2 separate regions of the Mus musculus genome follow, and region 1 is linked to region 2. The links are chromatin contacts, called in public Hi-C maps. All regions are on one chromosome and are shown on one strand. The core of a region is the stretch at or near the end of the contact, and the rest is flanking DNA. Distances in the headings are between cores, read along the strand shown.

What was found. Hi-C and Micro-C count contacts between places; a contact is called where the count stands out from the background.
Region 1: a contact with region 2 is called in a Hi-C map of cortical neurons, with 4 times the contacts expected there. The contact joins two enhancer-like sites. A contact is called at or near these places in 8 of 484 Hi-C or Micro-C datasets (cerebellar granule neurons, cerebellum, cerebral cortex and 3 more) and 5 of 115 datasets of contacts at active chromatin or transcription factors (embryonic basal ganglia, embryonic forebrain, embryonic hindbrain and 2 more).

The regions. Positions count from the first base shown.
Region 1 is chr11:36,650,856-36,655,409 of GRCm38.p6, forward strand. The region is part of intron 2 of Tenm2 (teneurin transmembrane protein 2); the gene reads right to left. Among named protein-coding and RNA genes, the nearest start is that of Gm51889, 44 kb to the right of the region's middle. Within about 2 kb of position 3,301, at least 2 of the 459 cell types and tissues checked have an H3K27ac peak or open chromatin away from gene starts, as enhancers often do. A contact at or near this core is called in cortical neurons, where this site is marked.
Region 2 is chr11:36,044,066-36,048,611 of GRCm38.p6, forward strand. Tenm2 (teneurin transmembrane protein 2) reads right to left here. Exons shown (of 29, transcript NM_011856.4): 23 at 2,702-3,576. Among named protein-coding and RNA genes, the nearest start is that of Gm42072, 48 kb to the left of the region's middle. Within about 2 kb of position 1,791, at least 85 of the 459 cell types and tissues checked have an H3K27ac peak or open chromatin away from gene starts, as enhancers often do. A contact at or near this core is called in cortical neurons, where this site is marked.

The DNA of each region.
Region 1 (4,554 bases), core at 2,051-4,550, 610 kb after region 2:
AAAAATATCCTAGTCAGGTATATGCATCCAGACATAAATTAAAGATTAATTTGTAATCTACTCACACATTAAAATCAAGGACATTAGTTCATTATTTCTTATCAAATATGCAAAAACGCAGTCATTCCTGCAGGGATTCTTTCACTAATGAAAGTGCTACTTGTAGTTCATGGAGTAAATAAAATAAAATGAATACACATCTCATCCTGTTCTCATGCTCTAACAGCTAGCCTATAGGAGATGATATTTCACGTGTAAAATAGATAAAAGAAATAACATTGTAACTTTGAGAGCAGGATTGCACAGTGTGGCAGGGATTAGCCATGTGCGTCTGTTCAAATACAAATGTAAATTTGATTAAAATTCTGGATAATTCGAAACCCTTCAGTCACACTAACTACATCTCAGGTTCTCAATAGCCAGATGAGACAAGGCACCATCTTGGACAAAGTGGCTGCTTCCATCAAGAGATCTACTTAAACCTCTTCTGTGGCAACCACTGAAACGGGATAAAGATGGGCTACTAGTACTATGACATTTTTCTAGTCATTTCCTATTTTTCTATGATGTAGACCTATTAGTATGATTATTTAATGACGTCTTGCCCCAAATGGATTGCAAATTACTAAGAGAAACAATTCTTTTTAGGATCTATGAAGGCAAATACCCATCCTCTTCCTTCTGTCATCTGCCCATGGAGCACCCCCAAATCAGCTACACCCTAACATATGTGGAGCCTTTTGCCTAGATGAGCAAATGAACCTTATGTACATCAGCTGATGAAACTGTGAAATTAATTGTGTTGACATCCATTTGGGCAGAAAACAGTTAACCCAGCATGACAGGGTGGATGATGGTGACTGAGAACCCAGAGGCCCTTGAGAAAGTTGTTTTCATCTCATTATGCCTGCTTTCATAATTATAACCGACTCATCAGCCTGGAGTCGAACACCACGAATAATCACTTTCCTGCATATTTTCGAAGGAAGAAGCATAATAAGGTAAAATTTACAGACTAATTTATGACATTTGTGAATCTATTTTCAGGAAATGAAAAACTGGGATTCAGTAGGAGGACTGGAAAGTTCTCTTTTAAATAGTATATATATTTCTGTCTCTCTGTCTCTCTGTTTGTCTCTGTCTCTCTCTGTCTCTCTCCCCCCTCTCTCTGAGAGAAAAAAAAAACTGTTTGAAATTATGAAAAAAATCTCATACATAGAGCAAACAAACACAATTAATACTTGTTTAAACCCAGCAGAGAGTTTCTATCAGGCTGTTTGAGTTGGTTTCCTTTAATTTCAAGAACATTTTAATATAAGAAAGCAATAACCCTCTAGTGGGTTAAATGCATAGTTTAAAAAATACTGCAGTTAGGAAGACACTACCAGGAAGATTATTTAAGTAAAAGAAAATCACAAACTTGAACATTAATATATGTGTAACAAAATCACTGCAGGAGGACATTTTTCTGTGTAAATAGATACCCATCAACTGCAAGTAGATGATGAAGCGCTAGGCCTGCTTCTCAGTCACCTCCCTGAGACTCTGTCCTTGGTAAGCCATACATCAGCCATTGCTAAGTCACTTCACTAATCATAAAATACAGTGAACAATAACACATATAAAACCACCAAATCCCTGCCAAACATAACACAGAATTAGTCAAATAAACAAACACCTCTAATAAAACCATCTGGTTTGATTCTATTTTAGGTCACAGCAGCTAAAAATGTCACTAAAATAAGATTGTGAACAACACAGTAACTGCTCTTAACTGGAGTGGTTTACAAGAAATCAGGGCCAGCAAACTCTACCTTCTGCCATTCTTTCCCCAGTAGAGCCTGATCTATAGAAAATAAGCAACTTGCAGCGAGTGATAACAATTGAATTATGTGGGAGAAAAGGCACTTGAGAGTCCTCTGGTTTATTTTTGACTGTGAAACACTAGGCTGTAGGTGGTTTTTGTAAAAACTCAATTAAGATGCCCATCTGTAAATGGAGAATTTACATTTGTTTGTAAACTTCCTAATTAAGAACTATCACTCCACCCCTCCTTCAGTGCCCTTAAAGATTTGCTGCCCTAATACGATGATGACAAATGCTAAAAATGAATCACAACAACAAATGACTGGTGACCAAGTTCCTCTCTGAACACAGCACTCAAGTTAGGCACAAAGACGTAAGCATGTGTATCTCTTCCTCTTCTTCTTCCTCCTCTTCTTCCTTCTCTTCCTCCTCTTCTTCATCATCTTCTTTGTCTTCTCCTCCTCCACCTTGTTCTCTTCCTGCTTCCTTTTTGGATGTTCGTTTCCATGTTTATTATGTCAAGTATTTGTTCATTTTATAGCTTGATAAAATGTCTGATTTTTTTTTTCTTGTGATGTGACAGAAACTCCTCTCAGCTTTGAAGCTTTTCCTGGAGAGCAAGCACAGTTGCTCAGGAAAAGTTCAAAATAACTCCTGTGGTAAGAACTTTTGAAACAGACTGGGACGTGATGAACCTGCAGTGTGAATGACGCTTGTCTACCTTAATTTCCCATTTGAGAAAATCACATTTTTTCCCCTTTTGCTTTACCTCAATAACTGCCAACATTTATATACATTACACATTGCCTTCAATGTTTAAATACTCTGACAATCACACCTTCAATTCTGAGTTAAAACGATCATGACTCCAGGAGAGAGAAGAGATGTTTCTAGAAAGGGTATGCTTAGACACACTTCACAATCCACAGTAGGGCTCCGACTTTCCATAAATACTCCATACATATCTTGCAGGAGGCTTTTCAAATTCAAATGTAAGCTGATCCCACCCAAGAAAGCACGAGTCACATCCCCCCCTCCTAGACATCTCTTGCTATCCTTACTTGCCCATGCTGGCAAAAATGTAACAAGGGTATTCTTTCCAGCCTTTTTAATTACCAAAATTCAAGTTGCTTTTAAAATATCATAGTCCCTCTTGAGATTTCAGGAGAGCTAAGATCACCATGGCAATAAGAAAATTGTGCCAACATCATCTTGGCATCAACCGGCCACGCCTCTCAGGAGACCATCACATGGGAGGGAACTGAACCCGTATCAAAAGTATGCATGCTCCCAAAATGATAAATTTCATGTTACAGGAGGTAAATAAGAAAATGTTGTAACCATATGCCTCCCTCTAATATACACAATTAAAATGCAATATCAATCTGCTCTCCTGGTATGTAAAGTAAAAATGGAAAGTTAACAGACAGTGGCCCACATATGATGCCCATGTGCCAGCTTGCCTTCACTTCATCATGCCTCACCGGCTTTTCACGGACCAATCTCTCTCCGCTCATGGAATGTGGGTGTAATCCCGCCGTCTCCCTTGATTCATGGGCCTGTTCCTTCACCCTTTCTGTCAACATTTCCTGTCTACCCCAACAGGCTTGGCAGGAAAAAAAAGAAGTGAATTACCCAGAGTGACACTGATGCTACAGAGAACTGTGTGTGTGTGTGTGTGTGTGTGTGTGTGTGTGTGTGTGTGTGTGTAAAAACCTGTAACATTTCTGGTCATATATATTTCAGATTAGGGTCATGTAACCTGTACTCTAGAAATATCCAAAGGTGTGCTGATGCATAACTGTAAAAAAGCATGGAATAACAGTCTGATTGAAAGAAAAACTAGAGCAAATATAAAGCAGTATTTCACCTAATAGATTGTAATATACTATTATGCAGTTATTACAAATGTATTCAAAGCATTTTAAACTTCCTACCATTAAATATATACTATAAATATATACTCTTACATGTATTGGTAGTACTGTAATACTATCATTTCTAACCATCCCCACTGTTCTTTTCCTTGCTTCTTCCTCTTCATGGAGCAAAAATAAAATTATCTTCTTGGTGTAATGGAGACATTTCTAGTATCCAAAGATGTGTCAAGTGTTCATTTGTTACCCTATAGGCACCTGTTCCATTCTCAGTACCTTATCTAGAAGATGCCTTCACACCTTCAAAGGAGCAAGAGCTGAAACATGGAGGGCCCAGGCTGGGAGATTTCTTCTAATTTGTAATCCAGGCTTGCAAAAGTTTAGAGAGGACCTTGCCAAGGGGGCTGAAGGGTTCTGGTTACAGCTGTGCTTTGTGCCCTCTGCAGGTGAACTGACAGCTAGAGTCAACCTTAGACTCCTTCTTTAGAACCTAGCACACAAGACCTGATGGCAGAGGAGAGACTTCTAGATGTTTCCTGCCATTAGTAGAGAAAGCACAGATAGAAGTGAAAGGTGGAGGTGGTGGTGGCATACACCTTTAATCCCAGCACTCGGAGCCTAGTCCACAGAATGAATTCTAAGACAGCTAGGGCTACACAGAGAAATGCTGCCCCCCCCCCAACACACTATGCATACAGAGACACACAGACACAGATACAGACACGGATACACTCTCTCTCTCTCTCTCTCTCTCTCTCTCTCTCTCTCTCTCTCTCTCTCTCTCTCTCTCTTTCTCTCACTCACTCACACACACAGTAGGAATAGTGAAGACTGGTTCAATGTACTCAGCAGGAAGAAGTCCAAGAGAATC
Region 2 (4,546 bases), core at 541-3,040:
CTTGGCAGGACCTTGGTGGCAGCCATTCACCAAACATGGAGAAAGTACTGGGGATTTGGACTGCAGTGAAATGGACAGCATTTTATGCCTCATAAATAGATAAAAAGACAAAGATTAAACCAAGGCTGCTCTTCTCTACTCTGGAAACATGGAGGCACGGGAGGATCCCCCAAAGCTCAATTCTTACATCTCCATTGTGGTTGGCTCTCCAAAAGCCACCTTCTAAGACAGAGGAATGTAACTGTTTCCAGAGTGAACCATTCCTGTTTGGAAGACCACAGAGCCTGCTCTTTCTATAACATAACTGCTGAACTCCATCCCACGGGAAGCCAGCATTTAGACTGTGTGATACCTGCTGGTTTTCCACTGGCTGGATATGGAGGAGTTGGCCACAACCACAGGGCACACATCATAGCGCCTCTCTTCTGGAGGGCCTGGCTTTAGGGACGTTCTATGTTTTATGCCTCTGGACCTCAGGATATGGGGACCGACAGAAGTGGGAACTGTGAGCAAGTACCAAGCACAGAGAGGACTAAAGTGCGAAGCGCACCCCTCAATTCTGCTGCTGACATATATCCCCGTCTAACACCCGCATCCTTCTTTAGGCAGGAGGGGCCGGAGACAGAGATGAGCTTTATTGCTTCTTTCCAGTCTTGTTAGCATCTCGTTTTTGTTGAGCTTCTGAATACCAAGGTTTGCTGATTTCTAAAGTTATCTAAAGCTAACAATGGACACCCACAACTCCTGTGCAGCTGATGCTACCGCCTGACAGATGTGAACGCAGGCGCTCAGGGAGGTTGAGAAACTTGTCCAATGCCAACGGGAAGCACATCTCAGAGCGGGCATCCACACCACTGCCTCCCTGATGCCGAGGCTGGGAGCTTCCTGGCAAGCGAGGCTTTGTCCTGCAGAAGGCTGTGCAGTTTGACATTCCCTCTAAGGTGGACTGTGGCCATCATACTCTATCTGGACTCAGTAGTCTGCAACTGGGGAAATTTTAATTCCAAGGCTGGGACTTCCTGGAACATTCTGGAACTGAGGGGAACATCTCACTGAAGCACATCCCATAGTTTTCTTCATTTCTGTTAATCTCCTTCTCTAGACTTCTGCAATCACTGTGTATGTTCACCTGGACCTTACACCCCTGACAGGAAGTGCAGCTTGTGTCTGAGTTTTTCCTTGGGAACCTAAGGAAAACTTGTATGTGTGAATCTCTCCACAACGGAAAATTTAGATGCTTGGATCTACTCACATTCTCAAGCCTATCAAATTAAAAGAGAAAACGTGAATCAGTTTCACTGTAACTCTTGATTAAACACTTCAAAAAAAAAAAAAAAAGAATCAAGTGTATATTTTCATTCGGCTGGGGACCTTTGGCAGCAAGCTGCCTCCAATCAAAGAGCTCATTTCTGTGGGATCCCTACACCCGAATTTCAGAACTGGACTCCAACCTAGGCCTAATTCAGGAGGGCCTCTGCTCTTCACTCAAGAGATTTAGCAGCTACAATGTATGTGTCTAAGGTCATTTGATATAACCGTTGCCAGAAGGAAGCGTCCGGGAGGTTTGTGGATTAAAGCCTTAACCCGACTGTGCTGAGAACTAAAGGTGATATACAGATGGTCCCCACAGAGGAAAAGAGCACTGGCTAGTGAAGGACGACCAAGTACCAGCACCTTGAAGGATGTGAAGCTGCTCAGAAGTCCCCATAAGCCCCAAGAAGGAAGACAGGACCAGGCAAACAATTCTGCAATGCAGTAAAACCGCCAGCAGGTGGCGACAGCTTCCTTTGCATTCTCCCAAACACACTGGCGTACAAACAGGAAGCGAACATTGTTGATTTAAGCGCGATCAACAATGAAGTCTTCTTTTTTCTTGTCCCACCCACCTCCATCTCTCTGTGGTATCCCCTCCCTAACTTACTAAATTCTCAGCTGGCAGCCACACGGAAAGCAAGCCAGGACTTGCTAATGTCTAACGTTCGCTCACTGCTGTGGAGAGCCCAGAGGCTGGCAGATTCCATTCAGTCTCCAGCAGGTCATTGGGGACTCAGGCTTAGTAGCTTCCTCCAACCAGCAGCTCTTAGGTTAATACCCGCAGCAGCAGGTTTGCTTGACCAAAGCCGCTTCAGGAGCTGGGGAAAACAGCTTTTTGGCAAAGCAAACGGTAGAACTATTAAGTATGAGATAATTGTTAGGGGAAATATGGCCAGCCCTCACATCTTTTAATATACCTAGCACTTTATCTGTATTGATCTGCTTCTGCTAAAGAGGAAATTCAGAGTTTATCTACCTGTCTGTGCAATCAAGTGTGTTGCTGGACCTATTGTTAAATCACAGAAGCCCCGCTGGGACCCTCCCTCTTCGTTTCTAATTTCCGCACCCATGGCAAACATGAATAATCAGTGGGGTTAATCAGCACTTTATCTCCCAGGTGCTGTGCGTGTCCAATATCCTGAAGTTTGAACGGCAAGCAGACAACAGGAATTCCCAATGCTGGCAGGGAGGATGCTCAATATCAGAGGCCCGACAGAGCAAATCATTTAGGAGTCGGGAGAAGGGACATGAATATCCTGCAGCTATAAGAAGTCATTAGAGTTAGCAAGACGTGACTAGGCAGTTTTAAAGACGATGCGAGTGGTTCATCTGGATGCCAGCTAGAGGAGGGGAGAGCTCTATAGAGATTGGTCAAAAGCCTACTTACTCATAAAAAGTTGTCCATCCAGTTTCATCACTCTTGGTGGCTAGGAGTCCAGTGTTCCCATCATAAGTCATGAGGCCCAGCTCCAGGTTCTGAGTGGACACGGCTTTGAGGCCTCCATTGGTGCCCACGGTAAGGGTGATAATCTGATTATCAGGCATGAGCAGGTGGCGGGGCATGCCACTGCTGTCCCGGCGGATCTTTAGGGAATTCCCGTTGTTGTCAATCAACTCGGTGACGTCATTGTCAGCGCTGTATGTGAAATTGTACAAGTACTCCCCAGTCACCAGACTCACAGTGTACTGATGGATACCATCAGCGTTGAACACGTACAATTCCTGTTCTCCCGGAGATGCAGCCTCATACTGGTTGAATGCGTTAAGAACGGGTTTATTTTTGCTGACCGCCCTGATCCGGATATTCCCAAGGTCTGCAATGTAGATGGTGCCATCTGGAGCCACGGCTAAGGAGGACGGCGAGTTTAGGATGGCGTCCGTGGCGTAAGCGTCATCTCCCGAGTAGCAGATGCAGTTGACATCGTTTTTGCAGTCACAGTCTGAGGCCGCCCCGGCTAAGAGGCAGATCTCTCCATTGGTGGTGACTTGGCGTAGGCGGTTGATCTTCTTCTCGTCCGTCTCAGTGATGTAGAGCACCCCAGTGTGAGAAATAGCAATGGCGCTGGCTGATTCCAGCGCAGAATGGATGGCGAGTTTGCTGAGCGAGTAGTCGATGCCGGGAACCTGGCAGTGCATAGGCCGTCCCGCGATGATGCTGACCTGGTGGTTCTCCGTGATCCGCAGGATGACGTTGTTCTCCAGAACGTACAGGGAGTTGTCCATGGGGTTGACGGCGAGGTCTGTCGGCCATTCTAGACGGACCTGCACACGACAGATGGCATTTCAAGAACAGCCTCGAACATGTTAATTTTATTCGTCTAGGAGAAAATGACTTAGCTTTTAAAAATATTCATTTTATTTCCCGTGTGTGAATGCTTTCCCTGTTTGCATGTGGGAACCTCGTGCATGCCTGGTCAGAAAGGGTAAGGCCGTTGGATCCCTTGGAACTGGAGTTATAGATAGTTGTAACCCACCACATGGATGGTGGGACTTGAACCCAAGTCTTCCTCAAGGCCCAGCTTGAGGCATCTCTCCAGCACCAACTTAGCCTTTAAGTAGCAAGCTGTACTAGGAGGGCTCATCACTGAACCATTTGCCTGAGCTGGCTGTTTATGATAGAGAGGAGGGGAGCATGTGACAGACTCTGCCTTCAGTTTCATCTGTCTTGACTCGATCCTGGCAGCTCCATCCACACCAGTGTTTCTCAGCTCCAGATGACTAACCAGGGCTACAGCCATCCAATGCGGTTGTACAGGTAGATAAATGCATAAGGGACCAAGGCAATTCAGCCCAGCGTCAGCTCTGCGAGCCATGGGTCAGGGAAGGCTGTGTTCATTTAGAGATGACACATTTGTCTAAGTTGGGAAAAAGCAACCATGTGGCTTGGAAGGTGGCCCTAGCCCAAGAACAGACAAAGAACAGGCTGGCTAACAAACTACAACTTGAGTGTTTGAGAGAAAAAAAAGAGAAACGAACAAAGCCAAGTCAAGTACATCCTTCTTCTGTGGAATTTGAAATAATTAAAAAAAAAATCTCAGTAGCAAGTTGTCAGTTTGTTGGGAAATTTGAGTTAAAATTTATGAGTTTGACCAAGAGTTGAAAAGACTCTCACAGGCCTGGGCCCGGTGGGCATACATGCTAGCCTCTTTGAACGAATGTTGCACATTTGAGGAGCCCGTGGTCTCTGCCACCCTAAGAGACCTGACAAAGCACACACATCGGGATGATTGAG